Regions from separate parts of the Canis lupus genome. Here region 2 is linked to region 1. Evidence: chromatin contacts called from public Hi-C data. All regions are on one chromosome and are shown on one strand. The core of a region is the stretch at or near the end of the contact, and the rest is flanking DNA. Distances in the headings are between cores, read along the strand shown.

What was found. Hi-C and Micro-C count contacts between places; a contact is called where the count stands out from the background.
Region 2: a contact with region 1 is called in a Hi-C map of blood, with 2.0 times the contacts expected there. The contact joins the promoter of TCHP here to the enhancer-like site in region 1. A contact is called at or near these places in 2 of 9 Hi-C or Micro-C datasets (amygdala and blood).

What each region holds. Positions count from the first base shown.
Region 1 is chr26:17,467,201-17,472,856 of UU_Cfam_GSD_1.0, reverse strand. No RefSeq gene overlaps it. Among named protein-coding and RNA genes, the nearest start is that of ANKRD13A, 50 kb to the left of the region's middle. Within about 2 kb of position 1,691, at least 2 of the 20 cell types and tissues checked have an H3K27ac peak or open chromatin away from gene starts, as enhancers often do. A contact at or near this core is called in blood, where this site is marked.
Region 2 is chr26:17,592,720-17,598,832 of UU_Cfam_GSD_1.0, reverse strand. It overlaps TCHP (trichoplein keratin filament-binding protein), which reads left to right and starts at 4,293. Exons shown (of 14, transcript XR_005379282.1): 1 at 4,293-4,446; 2 at 5,794-5,987.

The DNA.
Region 1 (5,656 bases), core at 442-2,941:
TAGAGCAGAGAATTAAGAGGCTTCTCCTGTACCATTTGTCCTTTCTGGTTTTTTTTTTTTTTTTTTTTTTTTTGTCCCTTCTGTTGTTGATTAAGGTTTTGCCTTTTTAAAAATTTTCCTCACACAGAATCATGTTTATGCTTTTGTGTACTGAGACAGGGTGAAATTTACTTTTGTGAACATTTTAAAACCATCAACTCTGGCAGCTTTTGCCTTTTGTCAATCTGAGAACAACTACTTTGAGGACTTCTAAAGTTACACATTTTGTTTGTTTGGTGACATCAAGTCACAACTGTGTTCCAGAAACTTGTGTCCCTGGCCAGGGAGTTTACTGTGCAAATGAACCTTTTTTTTTTTTTTTTCCAATAATCCCCTTTCAAAGTTTGTGTTAAGCTTTGGGAACTAACTCCAATGACAAGTAAACAATTTGGAACCTGTCACCAAACACTTTTTTCCAATCAACAGGAAACAAACACGAGTTTGTTTGTCTCATTCTCTACATTTTGCAATTTGTGTGGAAAGGCTCTTGTCCAGGGAGTAGGCAAGGGCAGGGTAAAGGATCTTTGAAGAAATTACTCTGATACATATTTGTGTGTATGTATGTATCAGAGTAATTATATATATAATTATATATGTACATATGCACATATATGTATCAGAGTAATTGTATATGTAATTAAATATATTAAAATTAGATATATTAAAATTAGGGATCCCTGGGTGGCTCAGCGGTTAAGCGCCTGCCTTCGGCCAGGGCGTGATCCTGGAGACCCAGGACTGAGTCCCATGTCGGGCTCCCTGCATGGAGCCTGCTTCTCCCTCTGCCTGTGTCTGCCTCTCTCTCTCTCTCATGAATAAATAAATAAAATCTTAAAAAGAGATATTAAAATTAAAATACATATGTATATATATTTGAAACTATCAAGATTTTTTTAATTTTTTTATTATTTATTTATTTAGTATATTTTTTTATTGGAGTTCGATTTGCTAACATATAACACCCAGTGCTAGTCCCATCAAGTGCCCCCCTCAGTGCCCGTCACCCAGCTACCCCATCCCTCTACCCACCTCCCCTTCCACTACCTTTGTTGTTTCCCAGAGTTAGGAGTCTCTCATGGTTTGTCTCCTTCTCTAATTTTTCCCATTCAGTTCCCCTCCTTTCCCTTACAAGTCAGTCGGAGAAGGACAATCATTATACGGTTTCACTCATACACGGAATATAAGAAATAGTGAAAGGGATTATATGGAAAGTTACCCTGATATTTACATTTGCTGGATACTCAGTATTTCCTTAGGGGCTGTGATAGGTACTTGTCTTTGCCTCAGGACTCTAAATACCAACTCTTCCACTGAACTGGGGACTGAAGAACACGCCTAAATCTAGATTTGAAGGAGTTAAGTGAGACATTTGCAATGCAACAGAATTGACAATGATTGCATCATGCTTAGATTATGTGACTTGAAGCCACAGTTTTTTCTCTGTACATTCTAGGGTCTGGAAAGCCGCCACGACCCCATCATTTTCCTTACCACATGCTTCTAACTTTCCTTTTGGAAAGTCTGTTTATTTTCCTCTCTGTACCCAGAACTGCTCCAGCAAAAGTAGAATAAGGTGGTTACAATATAGATTCTTGAGCCAAGATGCTAGGGGTCAAATTCTCACTTCCCTTTTTTCTAACTATGTGTCTTAACCTCTATGGGTCTTGAGTTCCTCTTTTGTAAGATGGATGTGATAACAGATATTCTGCTTCGTTGGGCTGTTGCAAAGGCCAAATGAGATGATGCTCATGTGTGGCGAGTGTTTCTCAGACCCAAAACTCACTTCTGGGTCAGTTGTATGCTTAACCTCCCTCCTGACTGTCAGGGTTCATTATAGTAAGGATGTGAGTTCGTATTTATGTGTGTTGGTTTGTATATGATGACAAAGACTAGAAACGCCACGTGTCTCATCTCTGCAGAGTTAGGCTTGATGCAAATCCTTTGGTAATTTGGTAGTCAGTCCAAAGACAAAGAGATGCTGCCTGTTTGAATGGCCTGGACTTTAGCTGGAGGGCAGGTCAGGATTAGGAAGTGCAATTATGGAGACCAGCATGTTCTGTCTGCCTTAGTCCTTGAGCTCAGGCCCCAGAGTATGTCTTTCTCCACTAAGGGACAGGAATTGGGCAGACTGACTCAGACTTTGAGCCCTGGTTTGGCTTCTCTGACCTCAGAAACACATCCAGATGCTAGGGTTAAAGACATAAAAGGTGACCTAGTGAGCAGCTTTTGGAACTTACCAGTGAGGGAGATCACCAGCTTACCATCTTTATCCAGTTTTTTTTTTCTTTCTACTCCAGTATCAAGACAATGGCTAACCTGAAATCTTGCTTTTAGCAAATGTTTTATTTTATTTTATTTTTTTGATGTTTTAATTTAATTAATTTATTTATTTTTATTTTTATTTTTTTAATTGGAGTTCAATTTGCCAACGTATAGCATAACACCAAGTGCTCATCCCATCAAGTGTCCCCCTCTGATGTTTTAGAGCACTAGTATAAATCGGGAACTAGGCTGCCTATAATTCATCATCTTATATATTTTCTTTTTTATTATGAAATATAATTGAGATACATCCAATATAAATGATATACATGCAATGTTATGTTAACTTTAGGTGCACAACATATTGATTTGATAATTCTTTTTTTAAAAGATTTTATTTATTCATGAGAGACACACACAAAGGCAGACATAGGCAGAGACTCGATTCCAGGACCCTGGAATCACAACCTGAGCCAAAGGCAGATGCTCAACCACTGAGAGAGAGAGAGAGAGAGAGAGAGAGAGAGAGAAGGGGGGGAGAAGCAGGCTCCATGCAGGGAGCCTGACGTGGGACTCAATCCCGGGTCTTCAGGATCAGGCTCTGGGCAGAAGGCAGGCGCTAAACCGCTGAGCCACCTGGGCTGCCCGACTTATTTATTTTATATTTGGAAGTTTGTACCTCTTAATCCCCTTCATCTATTTCACCCATGCCCTACCTACCTCCCCTCTGGCAACCATCAGTTCGTTCTCTGTATTTAAGAGTCTGGTTTGTTTGTTTTGTTTCCATATATTACACATATGAGTGAAATCACACGGTATTTGTCTTTCTCTGACTGACTTATTTCACTTACCATAATACCCTTTAGGTCCATCCATGTTGTTGCGAATGGCAGATATCATGGTTTGTTTTTTTTTTAATGGCTGAGTAATATTCCTGTGTGTGTGTGTGTGTGTGTGTGTGTGTGTGTGTGTGTAGACACTTGAGTTGATAGACACTTGAGTTGCTTCCATATCTTGGCTATTATAAATAATGCTGCAATAAACATGAGGGTGCCTATATCTTTTTGAATTAGTGTTTTTGTTTTCTTTGGAAAAATACCTGTTGGTGACAGAGGAAGCAGGGTCTGGAGGATTAGCAGAGTCCTGGGGTAGGGTGGAGGGGTCCCTCTAAGATGAGATGGGGCTCTGTGCCCTGCCACTGCATGGTCCAGGGAAGGATGAGGAGTCTGTAGAAACTAGATTTGGGGAGGAGGGAAGGAGCAGAGGAGGTGCCCACTCCGCGCCAGTGCAGCCCACTCCCGCTGTCAGCCAGATCTTAGTCCAGGCTGCTCAGATGGTTGCTCAGAACAATAGTCAGTGAGCCATTGAGGGTCCCAGACTCCATTCATTAAATTATCAGAGCACTAGCCCAGGTGGCCACTTTCCTGGTTAATTCACAGTAGCTGCTCAGCCAAGGTTGGTCAGTTGAAGGGAAGCTAATTCTTGGCAGAGCCTTCGTGTGAAGGTTGGTTTGGAAGGTCCTGGATTCTGAGTAGGTTGGGAGCTGAGCAGACCAAGACCACTCACTGGTCACTGAGAGCGGTCAGCTAGTCCCTGAGAAGGCTCCATGTGAGACAGCTGGTAGCGTGAACACTGGCGAGGAGGGCCACATTGGGGCTTCCCCTGGCCCTTCTGAGGGGCTTCACTTGGGGATAACTGCATTGTGCTTTGGGTCAGGAATTGAAACCCAGAAGTGGGAGGCTGAGTCAGGGTTTAGGCCCTTTTCTCAGCTCAGAAAACTCTTTTGGGTCATCAACTGTCTCCTGTAGAAATCTTGAGAAATATTTTGAGAAAGAGTAGAGGAGCCCTTCGTTTGTGTATAGGGCATGACCTAGAGGTCCCGGGTGTTCAGGGACCCCTGTCCTCAGGGTACTAACTACATTCCTGTCCCAGACTCCTCACGTATTAGTATTGTGAATCTCTGCATATCTCCAAATTTCAGTGCCATGAACTCTAGAGTGTGAGTTACATGCTACAGGGCTGACATGGAGGTCACAGGAGATGACAATAAATATGCCTTAGGAGTGGTAAGGGATGAGGAGTAAACCTCCACTCTCCCGGCTCTGTAGCCATGCAACACCCCTCTCTGGAGGCAGCCACTACTCGAACACTTACAGAGCACTCAAGAAGCAACAATTATTTTCTAAGGGATTTCCCTGAATTTAATCATTTTTAGCACCATACTGTAATACGACACAGGAGGTTCTTTTTTTTTTTTTTTTTAAGATTTTGTTATTTATTCATGAGAGACACATAGAAAGAGGCAGAGACAGAGGCAGAGGGAGAAGCAGGCTCCTCGTGGGGAGCTTCATGTGGGACTCAATCCTGGGACTTGGGGATCACACCCTGAGCCAAAGGCAGACACTCAACCACTGAACCACCCAGGCGTCCCAACACACGCTGTGTCAATAAAATACTTCATTCCCCAGACCTTGTTCTCTCATATTTGCCTTTTGTAGAACTCTGAGATGTAAAAAAGAAATTGCACAAAATTGGACTTGTCCTCCATGAGATTCTTCTCTGGTCTCCAACTCCCTCCAAAGATAACTCAGTTCTGGAATGAGATTAATCCACAGGGGCTCTTTATGTTAAAGGGTTTCTTCCCACTCTACCAGCATTCACTTCTTTAATATGATTATATTTTAATTTAATTCTGGGAGAAAAGATTTTTACTGATGACAGAAAGGTTGCCATGGATGTTTCTATTCAACATTGAACCAAAATTTCAAAAGGAACTACACTTTCAGAAAATTTGAATTTGAGTATTTACAAATTTCAAGAATTGCCTGTGTCCAGTAATTGTACTTTTTCTTGTCTTTTAGACAAAATCAGACATGTATATTTAATTTCATTAATATTACTCTACATGTCTATTACTACATATATATTAATCCGTATGTATATTTGTAAAATATTCATGCTTAATCTTTAAACTACACCATGGGAGGTAAAAATTCCCATTTTAATTTGACTCATATTTTTTTAAGATTAAAACTTTCAGCTTTACTAATTAATATTCATCCTTCACTAATATCTAATATAAATTCTCATTCATTTTAGCTCAACTATTTAGAATATGTGGGTTCAGGCTGATGGACATAACCTATTTGATAAGGAATCATTGGGTACCAAGCCAAGGGGGGATAGGATTTGGCTATGCTTAGTCTGCATCCTATGAGATAGATTCTTCTCTTTGATTTTATTGTAACTCAGTGACTAGGAAGAAGAAATCTCTTTTTTTTTGGGGGGGGGAGATTTTATTTATGTATTCATGAGAGACACAGAGAGGCAGAGATATAGGCAGAGGGGGAAGCAG
Region 2 (6,113 bases), core at 3,044-5,543, 120 kb before region 1:
TATACAATTCTTGGATGGCTAAGTTGTACACCTGAAAATAACATGATATTGTGTATCGACCCTACTTCAAGAAAACTTTAATTAAAAAGAGGGTCACCTGGGTGGCTCAGTTGGTTAAGCTTCTGACTTTGACTCAGGTCATGATTTCCGGGTCCTGGGATTGAGCCCCATGACAGGCTCCCTGCTCAGTGGGGAGCCTGCTTCTCCGCCTCCCTCTGGTCCTTCCCCACCCTACACGGCACGTACTTTCTCTCTCAAATAAATAAATAAAATATTTTTAAAAAACTTTTTATTTTTTTTGAAGATTTTTTATTTATTCATGAGACACACAGTGAGGGAGGCAGAGGGAGAAGCAGGCTCCATGTAAGGAGCCCGATATGGGACTCAAACCCGGGAATCCAGGATCTCGCCCTGGGCCAAAGGCAGGCACCCAACCACTGAGCCACTCAGGCGGTTCCTAAAAAAAAAAACTTTTTAAATTAAGAAGATAAACTGCCCCATCCCTGACCAATTACATCAGAACCTCTGTCTTGGGGATCAAGTATCAGGATTTTAAAAAGTCTCTCTAGGGGCTTCAAACCTGTAACCGAGGTTGAGAGCCACTCATGCATTGAAAGCATCTCATAAACTCAGAAGCAAGATGAAAGTGCAGGTTGTTGTGATTCACCAACCAATGTATTATCTTTAGTTACACAAGTACCACTGACCATCGTAAATTTAAAGATCTAGGGAGAGGAGGGTGCCTGGGTGGCTCAGCTGGTTAAGCATCTGTCTTTGGCTCAGGTCATGATCCCAGGGTCTTGGAATTGAGCCTCATTTTAGGGTCCCTGCTCAGAGAGGAGTCTGCTTCTCCCTCTGCCCCTCCCCTTGTTTGTGCTTGCTCGCTCTCTCTCAATAAATAAATAAATAAATAAATAAATAAACAAACAAACAAACAAATAAATAAATAAATAAATAAATAAATAAAACCTAGGGAGAAATAAAAATTAAAATCCCCCTGAATCCTGCCCCCTAGTGGTATCTCCATCCTCTGTTTTCGGTGAACGCCTTTTTACACTTTTTGTTCTCCTGGATATCTCCATTTTTGATTATTCCTGTTATTATCAAAACACAAAACTAGGGCTGTGATGGGCAGCCGCATACCCCCGGGGGCCTGGAGCTTCCGGCCTACTGCAGTATCCTTCATCTTTAGGGAAAGGATGGGGAGCCCAGCCCTAGTGAGAAGAGAGAAGCTGGAGGAGTGGCTGACGGAATGCTGTGAACACCCAGCGTGGACCAATGTGCCTTGGCAATGCCACCTACTAAGTAAGTGAGGAAACGGCATGGCCTCCGATGCCATCACACTTCAGCCAATGGGGAACCGCTCCCATGTCGTCACGCCATATCTCCAGCCCTGTTTTCTCCTCCTGTGCTAGGACACCCAAAGACACAGGTCCAAGAACAGCCCTCCTCACTGTGCTGGCCCAGGGCCCGGCCTGAGCGGCATCCACCTGCCAGGGCTTCCCCTCTCCGCCCCCCGTGGGCTGTAGTCATCAACCTGTCATGAAATATTTAATATTGTTGAACTCTTTAAATGGCCCAGCTGGTCCGCATCTGCTGGCCTCTTTTAAGAGCGACACCTGCAAGTCACAAGATCCTGGAAACACAATCTGAAGAGGAAGCAGCAAGCTCTGAAGGTTGCGTGTAAATCCTGGCTTGCACAGTCCTGGCTGTGTGACCTCAAAAGAGTGTCTTGGCTTATCGAGGGTCTCAGTTTCCTCCTAGACAGAATGGAGGCAGAACTCCCAGGGGCTGGAGGAAGGCTTACGTGAGGGAATATATCCCAAAGTGTCTGGCACATGGTATTCAAATAATGTTAGTTCTGTTTCGTCTTTCTTTTTGCTTTCTTTCTATGTTATGCTTCCCTATTTCTTTAGAAGAAGAAGGGGTTCAAAAGCAGGTAATCTACTCATTCCTTCCCAACAAATATTTATGGTGAGCCTACTCTGCGCTGGATGCCCTGAGGATAGGAGGGAAGGTGGTGATCCCTGCTGCGAAGGCCCGGCCTAGGACCAGACAGGGTGAGGCTTCTACCACCTTCCTTGGGGCAAGGACACCACCCTCTGAGGCTCAGTTTAGACAACTGTAAAACAGGAATGATAAGGGGTGCCTGGGGTCAGCTGGGTGGCTCAGTGGTTGGGCATTGGTCTTTGGCTGGGGTCATGATCCCGGGGTCCCAGGATCGAGTCCCACATTGGGCTCCCTGCAGGAAGCCTGCTTCTCCCTTTGCCTGTGTCTCTGCCTCTCTCTCTGGGTCTCTCATGAATAAATAAATAAAATCTTAAAATGAAAAAAAGAAAGGAAGAAAACAAGGCTCAGGGAACAGAGGGGACTCACTCAAAAGGCATAAAATCATAAGCCAGGTCTTCCCCTACCCAATGCACATATTTCTTTCCACCCCCCCACCCCAACATCCACATATTTCTGAAGTTCCTACCACATTCACAGAGACCCACCAACAAGCATTTATGTATTGGGCTCTTCTGCTGGGCTGACCCCAGGGGGCAGCTGCCTCCCTGGTCCACTGGGGACATAATATGGGAAAGTGGCCATGAGCCTGGCCAAAGAGATAGGGGCCAACAGGAGGGGCCATGCATGCCTCATGCATGGGGCAGGGCTGATCCTGGGTCAGCACGAGTGGAGTCATGGGAGATGTGAAGAAAGAGTACTTACCTGAGATGCACCAGGTGCTCTGCTACCGTGTGCTCTCCACTGAAACCTTCATTTTGTCCCATAAGGGCAACTCTAAAAAATAGCACTGCTGGTATTCTTGTTAAAAGGTAAACTGAGGCACATTAATTTTTTTTTTCAAGAGTGTACTTGGAATATATCAATTTTAACTGGGTAGTGCCAGGCCAATGTGGGTAGGAACTCTCTGCCACACACAGGACCTGGGGGAGAGCTTTTTATTTTATTTTATTTTATTTTATTTTATTTTATTTTATTTTATTTTATTTTATTTTATAGAGAAGAGACAAAAGCAAAGCAAGGAAATCATTTTATTGGCTACAGCTTAAGTAGTTGCTTTATTTGGGCAAGGCTAGGTGGCTGTTTGACCTCACGTTTACTTTTTCTCAGATTTGAGAGCCTTGATTCTGGTGTTGGTTTTGGTTTGCTTGCTGGGCTAGCAAGGCATCAGAGCTGCCTCATCTAATGGTCTCCCTGTTCAATTACTTGACCATTCTCTTTTCCCAGAGAGGTGAGGTGAGGTGACCTGCCCGAGACCTCATAACTGGCTTGTGGGGGGGTCGGAATAGAGGCCAAAATGTTCAAGATACTGACTATGCTGTACCCAGAAAAAAACCCAGACAGATGAAAGAGAATGAAGGGAGGAATTAAGAGAATTAAACATGAAGAATGAGCAAACAAAAGAGGATAAATGAGTGAAGTCATCTTTATGACTTTTTTTAAGGTAAGTTTATTTAAACAAAATTTTAAACTATGCTTTATGGCCAACATGGGGCTTGAACTCATGATCTAGACATCAGGAGTGCGCAGGTTCCCCCAAATGAGCCAAGTGCACACCCCTTTACCACCGTTTTCATACATAAAATAATACATGGAACACATGTGAGTCCTGAAGCACCAATGAACACCCTTGTACCCACCACCAAGCTAGACAACAGTTACCAATAGCTTGTATGCACTTAGGTGACCGTTCTTGGAACCCGGGGCACACTGAGTGCATCTGGGGGCCCGACAACCCTGACAACTGGAGAACCTGATGGGATCGGCCTGGAGTTTGGTTCTTGCATCTGAATTTATTTGTTTCTTGTTTAAAGGCATCTGGACTTAAAAAAAAGAAAGCTCTATTTACTCCTGAGAGACACAGGCAGAGGGAGAGGCAGGCTCCGCGCAGGGCGCCCGACGCGGGGCTCGATCCCAGGTCCCCAGGATCACGCCCAACCGCGGAGCCCCGCAGGCGCCTCGGCAGCGGCCGTTTAAGACCCCCCCCCCCCCCCCCGGGTAATCTCCGTGTGCAGCCAGGCCCGAGACCCGCCCAGTCCTCACCTCGATCACCACCCCCCACCCGCGCCCTCCCGGGTAACTACCATCCTGAATTTTGCCTAGTCGTGAAGAGGCTTCTTTTTGCCTTCATCCTTCCTTGGTTCCGGGACTAGCGATGTTTGGGATTGATCTCCCGCCCCACCGCGAGAGGGCGCCAGAGGAAAAAAAGAAAAACCCAAACCAGCCTCCTTTCTCTCCGCGCGTTTGGGATCGCGCTGGAGGCAGCTTGGCCCTCGCGGCGCTCCGTCGTCGATCCGTTGCCCGGGCAACGGGCGGGGAAACCGCCGGCGTGGGGGCCGTGCGGCGCCGGGAAGGTGGCGGCGGGACGGGGCGGGCGTGGCTGGGGCATGCACGAGCTCGGCGGGGGCGCTTTTCGGAAACTCCGGGGCGCTGAGAAACGTGAGTCGGACGGTGGGCTCGGCCGGGCGGGTGTGGGCGCCGGGACCCCGTGGCCCCGCGCGGGCGGGAACCGTGGCGGACGTCCTGGGGCCCGGCCTCCCCGCGCCGTCCCCGCGCCGTCCCCGCGCCCCCTGCGGCCGTCCTGCGCCCTCCCCGCACCCACCCTGCGTCTGTCCCGCTCCCCCCCCCCCCCCCGCGCGTTCCTTGCGCCCCCTGCGGCGGTCCTGCGCCCTCCCTGCGCCCTCCCTGCGCCCTCCCTGCGCCTTGCTCTGCAACTCCTTTTGTCTTAGGAGGCTGTCTTAGGGGCTGAGAGAAAGAGGCGATCCGGGACCAGTCTTGTTTCTTGATTCCTGGTGCAGAGCTTTTCATGGGGTGCTTTTGGGGCAGGGAAAACGTGATGCCAGTCCGCCCCAGTTTCAAGACAGGCTGTAAACTGGCAGCCGCAGACCATGAACGCACATTATGTTCTTGCAGGTCTGAGCACTGAGTTTGAGGCTTGGCCTGGACCCAGACTTCTAAGCATATTCAGGAAACATTCCATGAGCACTGTGGTAGCCAGACACTGTGTAGGCCCTGCCCATCGGGGCAGCCCTGGGGTCAGGGAGAGGGGTGCCTGGACTGAGACTGCTGCCTGCTTTCAAGTCTCCATTGTGTCCCCGTTTTGCGTCGTGACCTGGGCAACTCGATTCCTTTCTGGGTCTCAGTTTCTCCATTTCTAAGTGGAGGAATGTCACCCCCGTGCTAATCCAGAACACTTCCAGGTGTGACAGCCAGGCTGGAGCACTCCCTGGGGGTTGCCTGACCCAGGGCCTGTTGGTCCCCATGGGCAGCCTATTGACATCTACAGAGCCCAGGCCCTGGTCTGACACTGGCGTGAATTAGGTTCCCAGCCCTTTCATCTCTTCTGCTTCCTGGCTCTGTGGTCTTGGGCAAGTCACTTTACCATTTTGAACTTGAGTTTGCTCACCTGCCAAATAATGGGGTGATTTTAACAATGAAAAAGATCATGTATGCCAAGAGCTTGGCACATATATACATTCCTGAAATCGTTATCCCTGTTACTTGGTGGAGAACATAGAAGCCCCCAAGTGCTTGGGTCAGCATTGGTTCCAGTCTTCGTCTGCAACGCCCTTGATGATGTCTGGCTCACAGCTGGGTGCAGTCCAGGCTCATTTAAAATAATGATATGCAAGTCATTTTAAAAATGCTGATGCCTGGGGGCGGGCACTAAGACTTCTGGTGTCATTGGTTTGGAGTGGGGTAATTCCAGGGGGCAGCCAAGGGGTGAGGACCGCTCATTAGGGAGCTGCAGCAGGCCCATTTTCGTACCATTGCCATTCTCTTCAGATGGCACTTCCCACGCTGCCCTCCTACTGGTGCAGCCGGAGGCTCCTGGACCAGCAGATGGCCCGACAGCGACACCGAGAGCAGGAGGCCCGGCTTCGGCAGCAGTGGGACCAGAACAGCCGCTACTTCAGGATGTCTGATATCTGTAGCTCCAAACAGGCGGAATGGAGCTCCAAGACCTCCTACCAGCGGAGGTACCTGCTGGGACCTTGGTGGGACAAAGGCAGGAAGCCACTTGTTGGTTACGGCTTGTGGCTTTAAGAACCCCTGGCGGGGGATGGGAAGGTAGAACATGGCTTAACAGCATGTTTTCTTGAATT